Linked DNA regions of Mus musculus: region 1 is linked to region 2. Evidence: chromatin contacts called from public HiChIP or PLAC-seq data. All regions are on one chromosome and are shown on one strand. Each heading gives the region's core, a stretch centred on a gene start, on an enhancer-like site or on the middle of the called end of the contact. The rest is flanking DNA. Distances are from core to core; before and after follow the strand shown. Region 1 overlaps Ccdc148 (coiled-coil domain containing 148). Region 2 overlaps Acvr1 (activin A receptor, type 1).

What was found. HiChIP or PLAC-seq counts read pairs in DNA pulled down with a chosen protein or histone mark.
Region 1: a FOXA1 HiChIP or PLAC-seq map of pancreatic cancer cells shows a contact between it and region 2. The contact joins two enhancer-like sites. A contact is called at or near these places in 2 of 115 datasets of contacts at active chromatin or transcription factors (embryonic stem cells and pancreatic cancer cells).

The regions. Positions count from the first base shown.
Region 1 is chr2:59,038,854-59,046,097 of GRCm38.p6, reverse strand. All of the region lies in intron 1 of Ccdc148 (coiled-coil domain containing 148), which reads left to right. Among named protein-coding and RNA genes, the nearest start is that of Ccdc148, 120 kb to the left of the region's middle. Within about 2 kb of position 3,242, at least 50 of the 459 cell types and tissues checked have an H3K27ac peak or open chromatin away from gene starts, as enhancers often do. A contact at or near this core is called in pancreatic cancer cells, where this site is marked.
Region 2 is chr2:58,482,592-58,489,754 of GRCm38.p6, reverse strand. All of the region lies in intron 4 of Acvr1 (activin A receptor, type 1), which reads left to right. Among named protein-coding and RNA genes, the nearest start is that of Acvr1, 81 kb to the left of the region's middle. RefSeq lists an enhancer at 1,836-4,220. Within about 2 kb of position 5,199, at least 100 of the 459 cell types and tissues checked have an H3K27ac peak or open chromatin away from gene starts, as enhancers often do. A contact at or near this core is called in pancreatic cancer cells, where this site is marked.

The DNA.
Region 1 (7,244 bases), core at 1,993-4,492, 560 kb before region 2:
TAAGGACCTACTGTGAGTCACACACCTCACAAATGCCACTTTAGCTTAATCCTTTAGCATTCCTCTTCGACAGGTAAGGGAGAGTTATATGTTAAGATCTGCGTAAGTAGGAATGCCAGCTAAAGACATTTCTCTACTTTTGGGCAGTGTGGGGCTTGTGTCCAGAGGCACACTGCTCTGAAGGCTTCATCTGGGGATGGGGCAGGGCTCTCTTTATATACTCTGCATTATTGGAGTGCTCAGAATGAGTTTTCAGTGTCGATGGGGGATGGTCCCTCTAACCCAAAGGATGTCTGTACTACCAGGAACGCTTTGCTTTTGTACCCTATCTGAAATTCTAGCCTTGAGGGAGTCCTCTGTGGTACCAGTAGTACCCCTGGGAAGGCTGCACTGCAAGACAGTCTTCATTTGCCCGTGAGCATGGTTACTCAGTCACCTCCTTCAGGATCCACCAGAGAACATGGGAACTTTTCTGGATGGTGGGAGACAGAGACCACTCTGGGAATCCTGAATCATGGCTCAGTCACGGTGACTGGACGGTGGAACACAAGAGCGCCACGAGCAGGTCTCAGCCTGCTGCCAGAGCAGGATAGTGGGCATGGAGCCTCTTAAATACTTTGCCTTAATTTTTTTTTATCATGCCATAACTAAGTTTTGTTTACAATTGAAGAACAAATGACAGAGTTTCATTGTAGAGCAGGGTGAGAGACAGATGTCTTAGTCATCAGAATGTGGCAGAATCAAGGTGGCCATCTTTACAGAGTGAAAAATCTGAGATGTGGCACTTGCAAGAGAGCAGGGGATAGCTGCCTGGCTCTCCAAGAGCCCTGAGTGGGAACTTTGCCTTGGTCTTTCTCACATTCCTGGAGTGATGAGCAGTGTGGCTTCTACAGAGGAGCGCGAGGGGCTTAAAGAGCAAAGGTGATTCACGGCAAGGATTCTCCGACTCGTGTGAAGCCTCTGTACTCACTGTATTTTATTACGTGGCTTTGGCCCCAAACATCCCATAATTGTTTACGGTGCCAAGTCTGATAGGATTTTTCTCATGCCCGTGTGCAGCATGAATCCCAGCTCCCATGGTTTTGTAGATTCCAGGCGGCTCGTTGTCCTGCTCCTTTCCTTTGGAGATCCAGTAGGGAAAATTTTTTTTTTTTTTTTTTTTTGTTTTTTTGTTTTTGTGGTTCTGAATCAACATGGCATCCTTAACTCAGTTTCTTATCTACTGCTCAATGGGAATTGTTGCTTTGTTTAAACAGTAAATTGTCTTTCTGCAATTCTTGAATTTCCGAAGAATGCAAGAATAACGTTTGGATGTATTTATGTATTTACCAGGATTTACATTTGGTAGACAATCTTCAAATTGTGGCTCCTGAATGGAATCAGGCTCAGGGCTGTGAGGTGTGAGCATACCGTTTGCGATTGACACAACCCTCTCTGGGGTGTCCTCAGAGTCCCTTGTGTGAGCAGAAATGTAAGCCTTTTAAATAGGACTATCTCTGTCTAAGAGTCTAAGAGGTTCCTTGGTCATTAATGGCCAAATGACAATCAGAGCCTTTAAAACCAAGTGCGTTATGTGCCGTGGTTTGAATATGCCCTCCGGTCTGTGAAAGATAAACCAAGCCACCGTGGAATTGCTCCATTTGTCTAATCCACCGCCAGGTACTGGGAACGGCTTTTCCTGGTGAACTGCTCTATTCTTTGTGATATATTTGGAGATAAGAACCATTTATTTAGTTCCCAAGAAGGCTGGTAGAGAACAGTGTCTTTTAATATGACATGTCCCTCGGCGATTCCTCTTTAAAAGCCTGTCCACCTCTGTGATCTGCTCTCTTGTCAGCTCATCTATTTAATTTTGGCTGCCCTTTTCTGAATTGAAGCCATCCATGTTCTTGGCATCAGCATATTTCTGTCAAGCCTCTTTCTATCCGTTTTCTTCTGTTTTTATCTAAGGCTGCCCACTGGCCCCCTCCCCCGCCCCGTTCCATCCCCCCACCCCACAGCCTGCAGATCACGGGGTTGCTGGACTAATCGAAACATGTCATGCGGTTGTGCTTCCCGGATCTTAGTCTGTTTCCCGAGGTCTTCCTTCCCTCCCCAGACAATTCAAGGCTCACCTTACAAGGCACCTGCCCCTTCCTTTTCCAGCTTGGCCTTCAACCAAAAGCCAAATTAGGCTGTCGGCCTGGGCACCCCAATGGCACATTGTGCGTCGCCTGAGAGTCATGACCCAAGGCTCACTCTGCAGACCAGTGTTCTTTCTTGTGGAACAATCCAGGCACTGTTAGATTTTTCTGTTTATCTCAGATCCACAGCAGCCTAAGTACCGTTTCCTGGCACCTCGGCTCACTTTCCCCATCTTTCTGAGCCGCTCCTGCAGTTGCTCACACGCCGTATTTTATGAGTTAGTAACCTTTATCTGGTTTCAGGAGAACTTACAGACGGTGTTAACTTTCTTAAAAGCTGAAACTACCTCCACATGTTGGAGCGGCGGCTCCCCGATCTTAACTAATGCTTGTAATGTGAGTGCCGGGGGTGATAAGGAGAAGTCAAGCAGGATTCTGTTCTCCGTGGGGGCTTCATTACCACAGCCCAGTGTGTGACTGTGTGCAACCATATACAGTGTGCTGCCATCAGGCCCACTGAAGACAAAAACGCAACGGTAATATCGTGATGTTTATGGGGGATTTAAAAACACCAAGTTCATCTGGCGCACGCCTTTAATCCCAGCACTCCGAGGCAAACATGTCCGATCTCTGTGAGTTTCAGGCCAGCTTTGTCTACAAGAGTGAGTTCCAGGATAGCCTGGGCTACGTGAAGAGAAACCTTGTCTCAAGAAAAATCCAAATAATAGAAGAGGAAAATGTAGATTTGTACCAATACTGCTGTTTCAGAACGCTGCTTTAAGGACTGATATCGTCCTGAGATAGTAGTGAAGATAATGCAGAAATCGTTTATAAGTTGTGGACATTGTGACACAATATGCTAAAAAAAAAGTCTTGTTGACTCTATGTAATGACAATGCTGGGTAGCCTCTGGCAAGAAGCTAGAGTCACAGCTGCTTGGGCCGTGGCATCTGTGCTTCAGCACCAGCACTGGGGCTGGCAAAAGGCTCAGCAGGGATCCGACAAGCGAAGGATAAGTGGAGAAACCAGCAGACACCCACAGTAGCAAAAGGGGTGCTCTGCAGGGACTGCCCCCTCCCCCGGGATGACCTCACACGATGTATGAGGAGTCAGAACCACGAGTGAGTCAGCGACAGGAAGGGGATTTTTCCCTGGGATGACAAATTACAGCCCTGTGCGCTCTCTGTGGGTGGTGACGTCATCACTCCGTCCCCCAGGGAAAGACTATCAGGTAAAGGGAGGAGTCTGAACCCACCCTCCTTCTCGGTCCGGCACACTGTCCTGTCCCTCAAACCCTCGCCCAGCTCTCCCATCTCTGGTCTTGCCTCTGCTGTTGAGGAAGTTCTATCACCCGAAAGGCTTACGTGGGTCACAACATGATCTGTTATCTATCTGTGCTCCCCATCCTATAGTTTTCTACTAACTGACTATAACTTTATTTATATACATGCCCCCTGCGAGACCATGCTTAATGTGGTTAACACAGGCCCTTTTGAACTCATGCCATGACAATTGCACCCAAGAAATTTCATGACTAGCTAGATGGGGTGGTGCACACTTTAAATCCCAGCACTGCGGAAGGCAAAGGCAGGTGGATCTCTGTGGGTTCAAGGTCAGCCTAGTCTAGTGAGATCCAGGGCAGCTGGGGATTTCAACCCCTCATACACACAAAAATCATGCTCTGTCTCAGTTGTCTTACTAGTTAATGATCTACTTACTATCTTTGGAATTCCTCTCTTAGGAATTTGGGTTCCTAGCTCAGGGGCCCTCGGAATCATTTTATTCTTGAACTATATAACATTAACTGTTACAATGAGCAATATGGGACAGTAGTAAACTGCGCTTTCATAAATAAAAAGAGAGCTTACACTTTTTTTTTTCCAGAGTGAAACCATTTAGGTAAATAGTACTGTGGAATAAAGTCTCATTACTTTGGGAGTGAAGGTTTAATTTATCTATGTTATTGTGATTAAATGTTCTCCAGGATTTTACAGTAGTTAAAACTGGCCTAATATATTTTAAGACTACGAATATAGACGTTTTACAAATAATATTGATCTTTTAATTAAAGTTCATGATAAACATAGACTATCCTTTTTAAACATGAGCTTTTTAAAAATTTGTGTTATTAGAGAAGAGTATAGCAGTCATCAGTAACAAGGGGAAGGTGCCATTCGCGCCTCCGTAAAGGCAGGGCCTGTGACCCTTGTGTCTGCTTCTTTAGCTCCTGTGGCACCAGCAGGTAATAAGAATCCAATAAATCGTCGGATGACACCAGCCACATATTACACTGCTGCCTGCCCAGAAAACGAATCTTGAATAATGGCTATTACTTGGGCAATAGCTTTCAGTTTGTGATGTGGGAATCTTTGGTGTTGTCTGAAGATGCCGAAGGATTTTGCAAGTAGTATATTACTTCCTGCCGAAGGTTTGCCATCCCCTGGGTGTGTGCGTTTATAAGTATTCTTAGGTATGGTGCAGTCCAGTTTAAGAAAATAAAAATGCATTGGTTGAAGAATACTGAGAAGTTGGAAAGATGAAAAAGAGAAAAGAAAGAGGAAGGAGGAGGAGGGTGAGGAGGATGAGGAGGAGGAGGGTGAGAAGGAGGAGGAGGAGCAGTCACTGCTGCCACCATCACCAAAGAAAGGGTCACAGCACACAGCGCCTCCCCTAAGGTCCCTAGCCCCTCGCCTTGGAGTGAGAGGCTTCAGCTCAGCTCAGGCCAGCGTTCGTGGGAAACGTGCTTATGAACCTGTGAAGACTTAGATCTCAGAACATTAGTCTCCGGGTAGACTGGCTTCAAGCTTTCCTCGGTCTTGACTTTAAAATCTCGGAGAAGAAATTTTATGACGGTTTCACTGTGAACGGGGTCTGAAACCTGTTTTACTTCATTACTTGGCAGCCCACCACTCTCTCCTTACCATCCAAGTTTTTCCCCAAGGGGTCCTCCTCAGCACCATTGTCTCTGTTCCGATCTTGGACTCCCCGCCCAGGCTTTCCTGTATTCACTCTCCCCGAGGCCCAGTTCACTCTGAGATTTCCCCATTCGTCTGTCTGATAGGTCTGGGGTGCTTCTGCCTTGACCTTGATGGAATGCTCCCTGCCGAGAGACTCTCCTTCCAACTTTCTGTCTGGGAGAAAGTGCACTTCACAGTGTATAAGTTTCAAGGCCATTTTAAAATCTACTTTTAAAAGCTTCTCATTTATGGACAAGAGGCCGTTCCTTGATGTCTGTTGCCCTCCAAGCAGTATGTAAATATAGTACAAGTTCTTGAACTCGTGCCTTTCATAAAACAAATGCCTTTAATCATTGGATGCCTTGATTGTTCTCTGGTGCAAGAGCTAAAGAATGGTGTTGATGTGTAAGAATGGTCAAGTGTTGAAGCATGGGAATGCTGGGTGTTGTTGTATTTCCTCCCTTTCTCTGTGCAGCCAGTTAAGACTTCTACTCTTCACTCTGCAAAGGTGACTCCAAGACAGACAGTGACATTGTATTTATGTGACCACAGGAGGTTATAGCTCATTGCCTGTCTACTGCAACTTCAGTCTAAATTAGATAGAATTTGTGAGAAATGTTCTAGACATAATTTTTGTCTTGCCCTCCCCCAACACACACACGCCTTGAGAAAGAGTCTTTCGATATTTTATCCCAGTCTTCCCTAAACTCCTGGGCTCAAATGACCCTCCTGCCATAGCATAGCATCCTGAGCAGTGAGGACCGTAAGTGCAATCAGTTGCAACAAGGTTGGAGTGTGACTTGAATCTTGAGAAAATGATTACAAATAAAGTCAGGAGTCAGGATAAATTCTCGTCAAACACCTGTGGAGATAGGTGAGCAGGGTATGGTCTTAATAAGAATTCTTATTATAGAAGTTTAATTTATAAGGATATAAATAAGTATTTTTGTAAGAGTGACATTTTGGCTTTGTGTGTTTGCTTATAGGAAGTATAGGCTGGGAATTAAAGTTGATTTGAAATCAGTCTAAATGAACTTTACTGACGTCTTTTCACATACATACTGTATTAGATTAGGAAAAATTCTATCACATGTATCTTTTTAAAGATTCTAGATGCTCTTACAAATAATTGAGACATCTGGCAGAAATAAAACTCACTATTCTTCATGCTTCTTCAGGTTATAGAAAGAATGCAAAACAGACATTTCTCTCTCACACTGGAGACCACCAATATATCCTAGGAGACTTTCATATTTACCCTAGTGAGAACATACATATGTTATGTATTTATTTTGAAGATATATGAGAAATTTCATAGAAAGAACCTTATTAAGATTTATTTTCATTACTTTTAAATATGGGTACATGTGTACATCTCAGTGCACATATGAGCCATCTCTCTAGATCCTTGATGGCAATGTTTAAATAAGTGATCTGAATCCATATCTAGAATTTCCACACTGACTTTTGCTCCTGTGAATTGTGGCAATACCAGCAAGCAATGATTTCATAAGTGGTATGTCTACATCTTACTCTTCAGTGGACTGTAACCCAGGATATATAATCCAAATAAAGCCTTTTCATGAAAGTCGCTTTTGGCCATGGTGTTCTACCATCACAATAGAAACCAAACAGATATGCCAGCTTTGTCTACTGGTCAGCTGAGTAATGGCAACAAGAATGGCAGCGATTTAAGAAAGCCAAGTGATTTAAGCCTGAAGCAGAGAGAGAGAGAGAGAGAGAGAGAGAGAGAGAGAGAGAGAGAGAGAGAGAGAGAGAGCAGAGGAAGTAAAGTGAGGCAATGGAATGTCAAAGCCTGCCCCTGGTGATACACTTCCTTCAGCAAGGACACACAGCTTTAAACAGTGCCACCAACTGGAGAGCAAGTGTTCAAATATATGAGTCTACGGGAGGCATTCTCTTCCAAACCACCACATTTCCCTGGGCCCTGAGGTCTATCCCATGTCATAATGCAAAATGCACCTGCTCCAACTTCGAAAGTCCTGGTAGTCTTTCTCAGTCTAAAGTCTCACTGCCTAAAGTTCCAAGTCTTTTCTGAGGGTTCCCGTCACCTTAGAGCCTTCATGCAGGGACTCCCCTGCCACACACTGTCTGGCCTCAGTGGCTTCCAGAAACAACTGAGGAAGAGTCTGTAATCACTTCG
Region 2 (7,163 bases), core at 3,950-6,449:
GTAGCTCATACATGATACAACACCAGCGGCCCAGCAATGCTAACCTAGTCATTCCACAGCCAGGTTCCTTATGGAAACAAGTCTGGGCTGTTGACTTCTCCAGCGACTTTTGCAGGACACTTAAACCCTTCGGAGCTGGCCCTTTGTTCCCAGGTTGCCATGGAGTGTCAATAAGAGCGGCTCAGAATAACCCAGACAGTGAACTGAGAGGTGCAGCTTGCTTGCCGGCATGCCGGCTGGCCAGGTTACACTGGTTTCCTTGCTCTCAACTTGGGAGGAGGCACTGGGCAGCTGGTTGGCTTGGCAGCTGGGCAAGGTGCATGTCTGTTGGCTGCCCAGAGTTTGAAATACAACCAAGGCTTGCCTCCCTTCCGAGCATGGCAGCTGATAGCGTCTGAAACTTGTCCACTGAGCACCTGTCACTCTGTATACTAGCATCTGGCCCACAGCCATTCGGGACAATGTGGACGCACTTGGTAGACAGGTGAGGTGCCGAGCAGTTTTTTAATAGTTCCTAGGAAGATCTGGGGACTTTGGTCCTACTTAAAGAGTGAAAAGAACATAACAAACAAAGAAAAAGCAAGCAAGCAAGCAATGCGTTTTGGGCAGGTTCATGTTATCCTTGTAGTTGATGGGTTCTCAGGGAGTGTCTATGCCAAGCATGGTTGGAAGGCTCCATATCTCTCTGGGCTCAGTTAAATAGTGATCTAACAGACTACAGCTTAAGTTTCTCTTAGAGGGAAAACCAGGCATAATTTCTGCTTTAGAAAGTGAAGCATTGAGTTAACCTGCTCTTCAATTCCCAGTGATTGTCAGTGGATGGCTCCTACGAGGAGTTTCCTTGTTAAGCCATGATTTCTCAGGATTGTGGGTTTGTGCATTTACAGAACGAAATCACACTGTGCTGGGTACCATCTCTCCCTTGGAAACTCCTTCCGGTTCCTTCTGGGTTTTCGTTTCTTCAGTGGGTGTGGCATGCTGTGGAGATGGAAGTAGGCCCTGCAAGGAAATACTTCTGAAATGACTGCTGGTATTAGAGCTACTATTTAAAAGTGACCCTTCATAGATACTTGGGTTATCTTTAGGCCGCCAGTGATCCCGTGGCTACAAGAGCCAAAGAGAGTCTGCGGAAAGTCTTGCCTGTTGTGTTTAGATATCCCTGCTCCCCAGCCAGAGGCCTCGTGACACAGCTCAGATCCAAGATGATTGTAGAAGCTAGGAATGGCTCGGCATGCTGCAGGGATTGATGTGGGAGGGTTGAAGGAGAAGCCCATGCATAGCCACATGAACAAGGCTTTCTCGTTCCACACCGAGTGTAAGCACCTGGAACCTATGTTTAGGCTGGGCTAAAAGAAAGGCTCAAAATGGCCCAAGCTCAACCTTCTCATGGTGCCTATGGTATCTTTAGTCTATGACTAATAAGCCAGATTTTCCCAACGTGTTGACTTTTTTTTTAATCATTTACATTAGATTGATAGGGAAGGAGTTTCCAAGGTTGCAAACGTCTGCACAAATATGCACAAGGCATAGACATATGCAACCGGGAGCATGGGATCCTGTCTCCATTAGCTAGCAATGGGACTCAGGACTATATCAGGACTTAGGAATGAATTGGGAAATTGGGTGGGATATGGAGCTAACAGTAAAAGAAGTTGGGACTGTGCTCAAGTTCTTTCTCATTTTCTTAACTTAATTACTTTATTTCTATCTCGGATAAATGAAAGAAGTCTTGACTTCATTGTTTCCTTTGCTTCTCAGGGGTAGCGTAGGGTAGGGAGCATGAGAAGAGAATTTGCTAGTTCAAGACATTTTACCTTCACTTTTGGGCACTGCAGCAGGCCTCTTCTGGGACTTGTTAAGCAAACTGGAGCCCTGCACAGTGCTAGGAGGGTTTATCTCTGGCTACAATAACCCTGAAGGGTAGAAGGATGGGGTAGAAGTTTTCTATGGTTTCTAGGTCCCACATTGATGATCCTGTAAGGGATCTGGCTCCCGAGTCCCTGTCAAAGGTTAGAACGGGACACAGGGGAAAGAACTGCAAAGGCAGGCACCGGGGCATTCAGTCACTCCTTCACTGGCTAGCCTGTGTGGAGAGGTCCTTGTTTAATGGGTTTTTGTTGTTGTTGTTGTTGTTGTTTTTTGTCAAACTGAAAACTCCAGTTTAGAACCAGGTAGGAAATCTTAGAGGCAAGCCCACAGAAATGGGAGAAGCAACAGAAGCAGCTGGCCAAGCCACTACCTCTCTCTGAACCTTCACAGTGCCCAAGGCTAAGACAGAGGAGCCCCCAGCCTCCTGCTCCTATCTCTTTCCAAATCCAAAGAGAACAGCTTCTCGGAACCATTCCTAGCTTACTGGGACTGTGGCCTTCTTCCTTCTGGCTCTGTCATGCTCCCTCAAGGGCAGTTTTGTTCAGACACTGGCACTGGCTTGTGCGGAACACCAGTAATATGTTTGGCTCGTGAAGATATTCTTCTAAATGTAACTCCCTTCAGGCCTGTAACCCTTTGTTCCGTGAAACATTGCTTCAAGAGGTCTGAAGGCGAAGTGAAGAGGTGTGGTTATCTTGTGATTTTCTTCCAGCTTGCGGAGTTGCCTAGGTTCAGTGTAGCTAAGTCTGCGCTGCTTTCAGAGGGTCATAAGAAGCCTGGCAAAGCCTGGCCCATATTGTGTATGGCCACTACCCGTAGTGTTTCTTAATCCCTTCGACACTTGAACACTGGCTGAACTTTTGGAGGTGTGGCTGCTGCAATAGGCTTCATATGTGTGGATTATTTCAGAGACAAGGAGTCAGCCCAGGCACAAATTAAACAGACGACACCTCCCCCTCCCCCACTCAGCTTCAGTAGTTCAAATGCAGGCTGACGTGGGGAAACCTCATCACCTGAGGCAAAGCACAAAGGGAAAAGTGCAGACTCACTCCTTCCCATTCCTCCCTAATTTACCGGTGGAAAGATGGTGGAAAAATGGCAGCAAAGACCAGGGGCAGATTTCCTCCGGGAGCAGCCAGGTGCTACATGGCTCTCTCTAAACTGATTGGACTCGAAGGCACTTACTGTGTGTGTGTGTGTGTGTGTGTGTGTGTGTGTGTGTGTGTGTGTGTTAATGACCTTGATCACAAGAGCATCTTAGCAGCCCAAAGTCCACAAAGCAGCCAGCCAAACGAAGACCACCCGCAAAGCCCAGCTGTTTTATGAGTGCATTAAAGAGTTCCTTATTTACTTCTGGCCTCTGGTAAAAAAACAAGCGCTCTCTCTCTCTCTCTCTCTCTCTCTCTCTCTCTCTCTCTCTCTCTCTCTCACACACACACACACACACACACACACACTCTCACAAACACACACACACACACACACACACACACACAAATCTTATGCTCTCATAGCAAGTACTGAGTAGTGAACAGAGTCGGTGGTGTGACAGGCCCCTCTAGGAAGACATGATTTGCACGGACATGCCAGTAGGTGACTAAGCCTTGCCCGAAGATCTGTGTTGACATTTGAAGACTTTATGGGCCCAGTCTGCTCAGAAAACAGCTTCAGGTCTCTCCCTACCCCTGAATGTTTTCTGTGAATGGAAAATTCATGCTGAAGCAAATGTCCACCAGGTTGGTACTGCCAACTCCGGAGGCTGCTGCTGCTGGTAGCTGTGGGTTCCGTCCTCATGTTGTTGAGCATCAGAGCAAAGGGCCATCAGCCCTGGAAGATTCAGGTGCTGGGCCCAAGCAGGCAAAGTGAGATCCTTTCTCGGTAGGTTCAGAGGCTTCTATAAAGAAAGCACCTGGAATTCTGTACCAGAAAGAGGCTTCCTGAGGGCTCCCAGGATCTGAAGAGGGCAGGGTGGAGAGCTGGGTGAGTCAGACTATAGAGTCTGTCTTGTGAATAATGGAAGCCAGAGACCATCAGGCCTGTGTGGTTGCATGAGCGGGCATGCCACTCACGGAGTTAGAGAACACTCAGGAGAAACACATTTGGAGTAGCTACATCCTGAGTTCACAGTTCTTGGACTTGCCTGTTGTTCTTTCTATTTCATAGTCTTTTTTTTTTTTTTGACTATTTCTTTTTTCTCATAACTCTCTTGAAATTTATTAGTTTTTTGGCTGTATAACTTTACTAAGATTCAATATTTCTGGTTTTTTTTTTTTTTTTGGTTTTTTTGAACTAAGATGCTGATTTCCTAAAGGAGTATGTAGATTAAGAGAGCATTTGGGCCCCTGGTGTATTTTGTCCCTGAATGTATATAGCCTGCCTTCTTGCCAGAGGATCAAGTGCCCTTCAGTGGGCATTCCGCATAGACCTTTGTGTTCCTGTCTGAGTTGCAGGCTTGCTGGCAATGAAACCTGGCATTGCAAAATCCTTCCTTAAGTCTTTGTTTAATGCCAGAGATCTCAAATGCTTGCAGATTCTGGAGAGGTGCCAGACAGGGCTCCTAGATTAGGAGCCGGGTGGAAGGACTCCCATAATCTATACACCTAATATAAACTGCCATTTCAAATGAATGAATCGTTTGGACTGCTGGAAGGAGGCCAAGGATGTTTGGAGTTCCCTTTTTTTAGCTTATACAACGTCTGCACTATTGGGCTTTTACACCCACCTTCTAATTACTGCATTATTATCTGCACCCTTCGAGGTCAGATAAGAACTCAGCCTGTCCTCTTTGGTTGACCCTTAGCACAGGGTCCTGGCTCATCTGTCTTGTATCAAAGGTCTTCATGGAGAAGGTGGGCTTTCATGCACCCTACAGAACGATAAATCTGTTTGAATGCCTGAAGCATTACGCAGCACACCACTAGACGGACAGAGACAGAGAGGTCTGCAGCATCATGCCTCAACTGCTGATGGCCCAGCTCAACACAAACGTGAATAATTTTGCTACCAAACGCAAGATTGTCCCCAGCTATGAGCAGTCTGATGAAGTTCACGCTGCTCTTTGCTTTGCCAGTCTGGAGTCATCTCCTAGTAGGTGTGTCCAGATGGTGAGCTGAGTCTTGCCCAGAACAAGAAAAATCTTTTAAAAGACTTGGCTGCTGTGGACTCCTGGGGACTCCCAGTTTGTGCCTCTGGCTCTGCAGAAGAACCTCAATCTTCTACCACCCTGGAGGTTTCCTCCCTGGAAGAGGGGGGAAGCAGCCATCCTTTGCGGTCAGAATTCTCCAGGTTGTTCCTAGCCAGCTCCAGCTGTGAGCATTTTCACACGGCCCTGGTTCTGGTGATACAAAGAGCAGAGAGCAAGCTGAGCCAGCCATAACACTGAGTAAGTCTGGGAGGTGCCTCTTAGAACAAACAATGTGGGTGAGCTGTGCAGAGAGGGAATACCTCTGGCATGACATTTAAATTACTGAATTATTTAAATGAATGTCAATTAGGCAGAGTAGGCTTGCTGCCTTCTGCCAGGGCACTTCCTGGTTATTCACACAGGCAGGTGTAAGACTTTATTCCCTTCAGATATCACACTTCCTGTTGCACCGTGGAGAGGCAGCACACAACACAATTATCTACTTCTTGACGTCTGCGTTATCGATATCAGGGTCTGAGAGGTTCAGAACCCACACATTCTTATGGGTAGCCCTTGAAGGTATCCCCTAGCCCAACACCCAGCCCAAATAAAATCTTACAGGTCCACACACGTTATAGTGAATGTTAGGTTAGACCAGACTGAAAAAGTGAGTCATGGGTACTTTGAGGCTTGCTGTACCTCTGTGAGTTGTGGATATTAAAATCTAAGCATGTCCCACCGTCTGCCTCCCGTTCAGCCTTTGCTGAGTTAGCAATCCTAATTCAGAAAACCCCTTTGGCACCTCTTCACACTAACCCAGGTTGCCAGATGAAATTGCCATTGTGTGTGTGTGTGTGTGTGTGTGTGTGTGTGTGTGTGTGTGTGGTGTCTGGGAGGGGATGTCCTTTTTGTTTGTTTGTTTTTGTTTGTTTGTTTGTTTGTTTTTTCAAGACAGGGTTTCTCTGTATAGCCCTGGTTGTCGTGGAACTCACTTTGTAGACCAGGCTGGCCTCGAACTCAGAAATCCACCTGCCTCTGCCTCCCAAATGCTGAAATTAAAGGCGTGTGTCACCACAGCACGGTAGGGGATGCCATTCTTAAATTATGAATTGAAAGTCTTCATTTATATTTGTGTGTTTGTATAAAATAAATACATAAAGGATTTGCTAATTCATTTTATGGGGATGTACCAGTTAAGGAAAAGAAATGCTGGGAGAACAGCGTGAGAGAGCCAGAATCACTGGAGGTTTTGTACTCAGTGCTAACTGGGGTTTGGCTCCTGGTTCCATATCAAAGATGGAGTTAGTGGTTATATCCCACGAATAGCCATTTTCCCTTGGCCACTTTTCTTTGTCTTGAGTGTTGAGAGCAAGGGTATGTAAACCATGGGTTTTGACATTTGATTGAGAAGAGTCACCAACAGAAAAGCAGTCCAGTCCCTAACTCTTATTTCTGTCTGTATAAATGTAAGAAGTATGTAGGAGGTTGTAGGAGACTTAGGGAGACTCTGCAGGAGTAAATGCTGATTAGGGTTAAAGCTGCTTCACACCTCTGTACACTGCACAAGTGGGTTTAGTGAGTTGAATTTCACTACATGTTAAAGTTACTTGAGGCTTCTTGCTTCAGGTGAAATTCTTTAGGTTATAGCCCAGACATCTGTCACACACTCTCTATTTTATCCTGTCAAAAACAAGAGACCTTGAGAAAGCAGTGTTTTTTCCTATGTCTATGGATATAGAGTTTAATTTAGGCTGCAACTTTGAAACTAGCTCTCACTAAGAACTTATAATTAGACTACAAAGTGTGCCTTGGACCATACAGTTATTTATGTGTATTGCTTTACTTCTTTGTTTATTGTGATGCTGTGGATGAGTGGTTCTCACTCAGTGGGCCATGACCCCTTCACAAGGGTTGTACAAGGCCATTGAAAAACATAGATATTTACCTTACGATTCAAAACAGGAGCAAAATTATAGTTATGACGTGGCAATGTCCTAGTTAGGGTTTTACTGCTGTGAACAGACACCATGACCACAACAACTCTTATAAAGGAAAACTTTTAATTGGGGCTGGCTTTTAGGTTAAGAGGTTTAGACAGCAGAAAGTAATTGAGACACTAGGCCTTGCTTAAGCTTCAAAGCCAAACCCCTAGTGACATGTTCCTCCAACA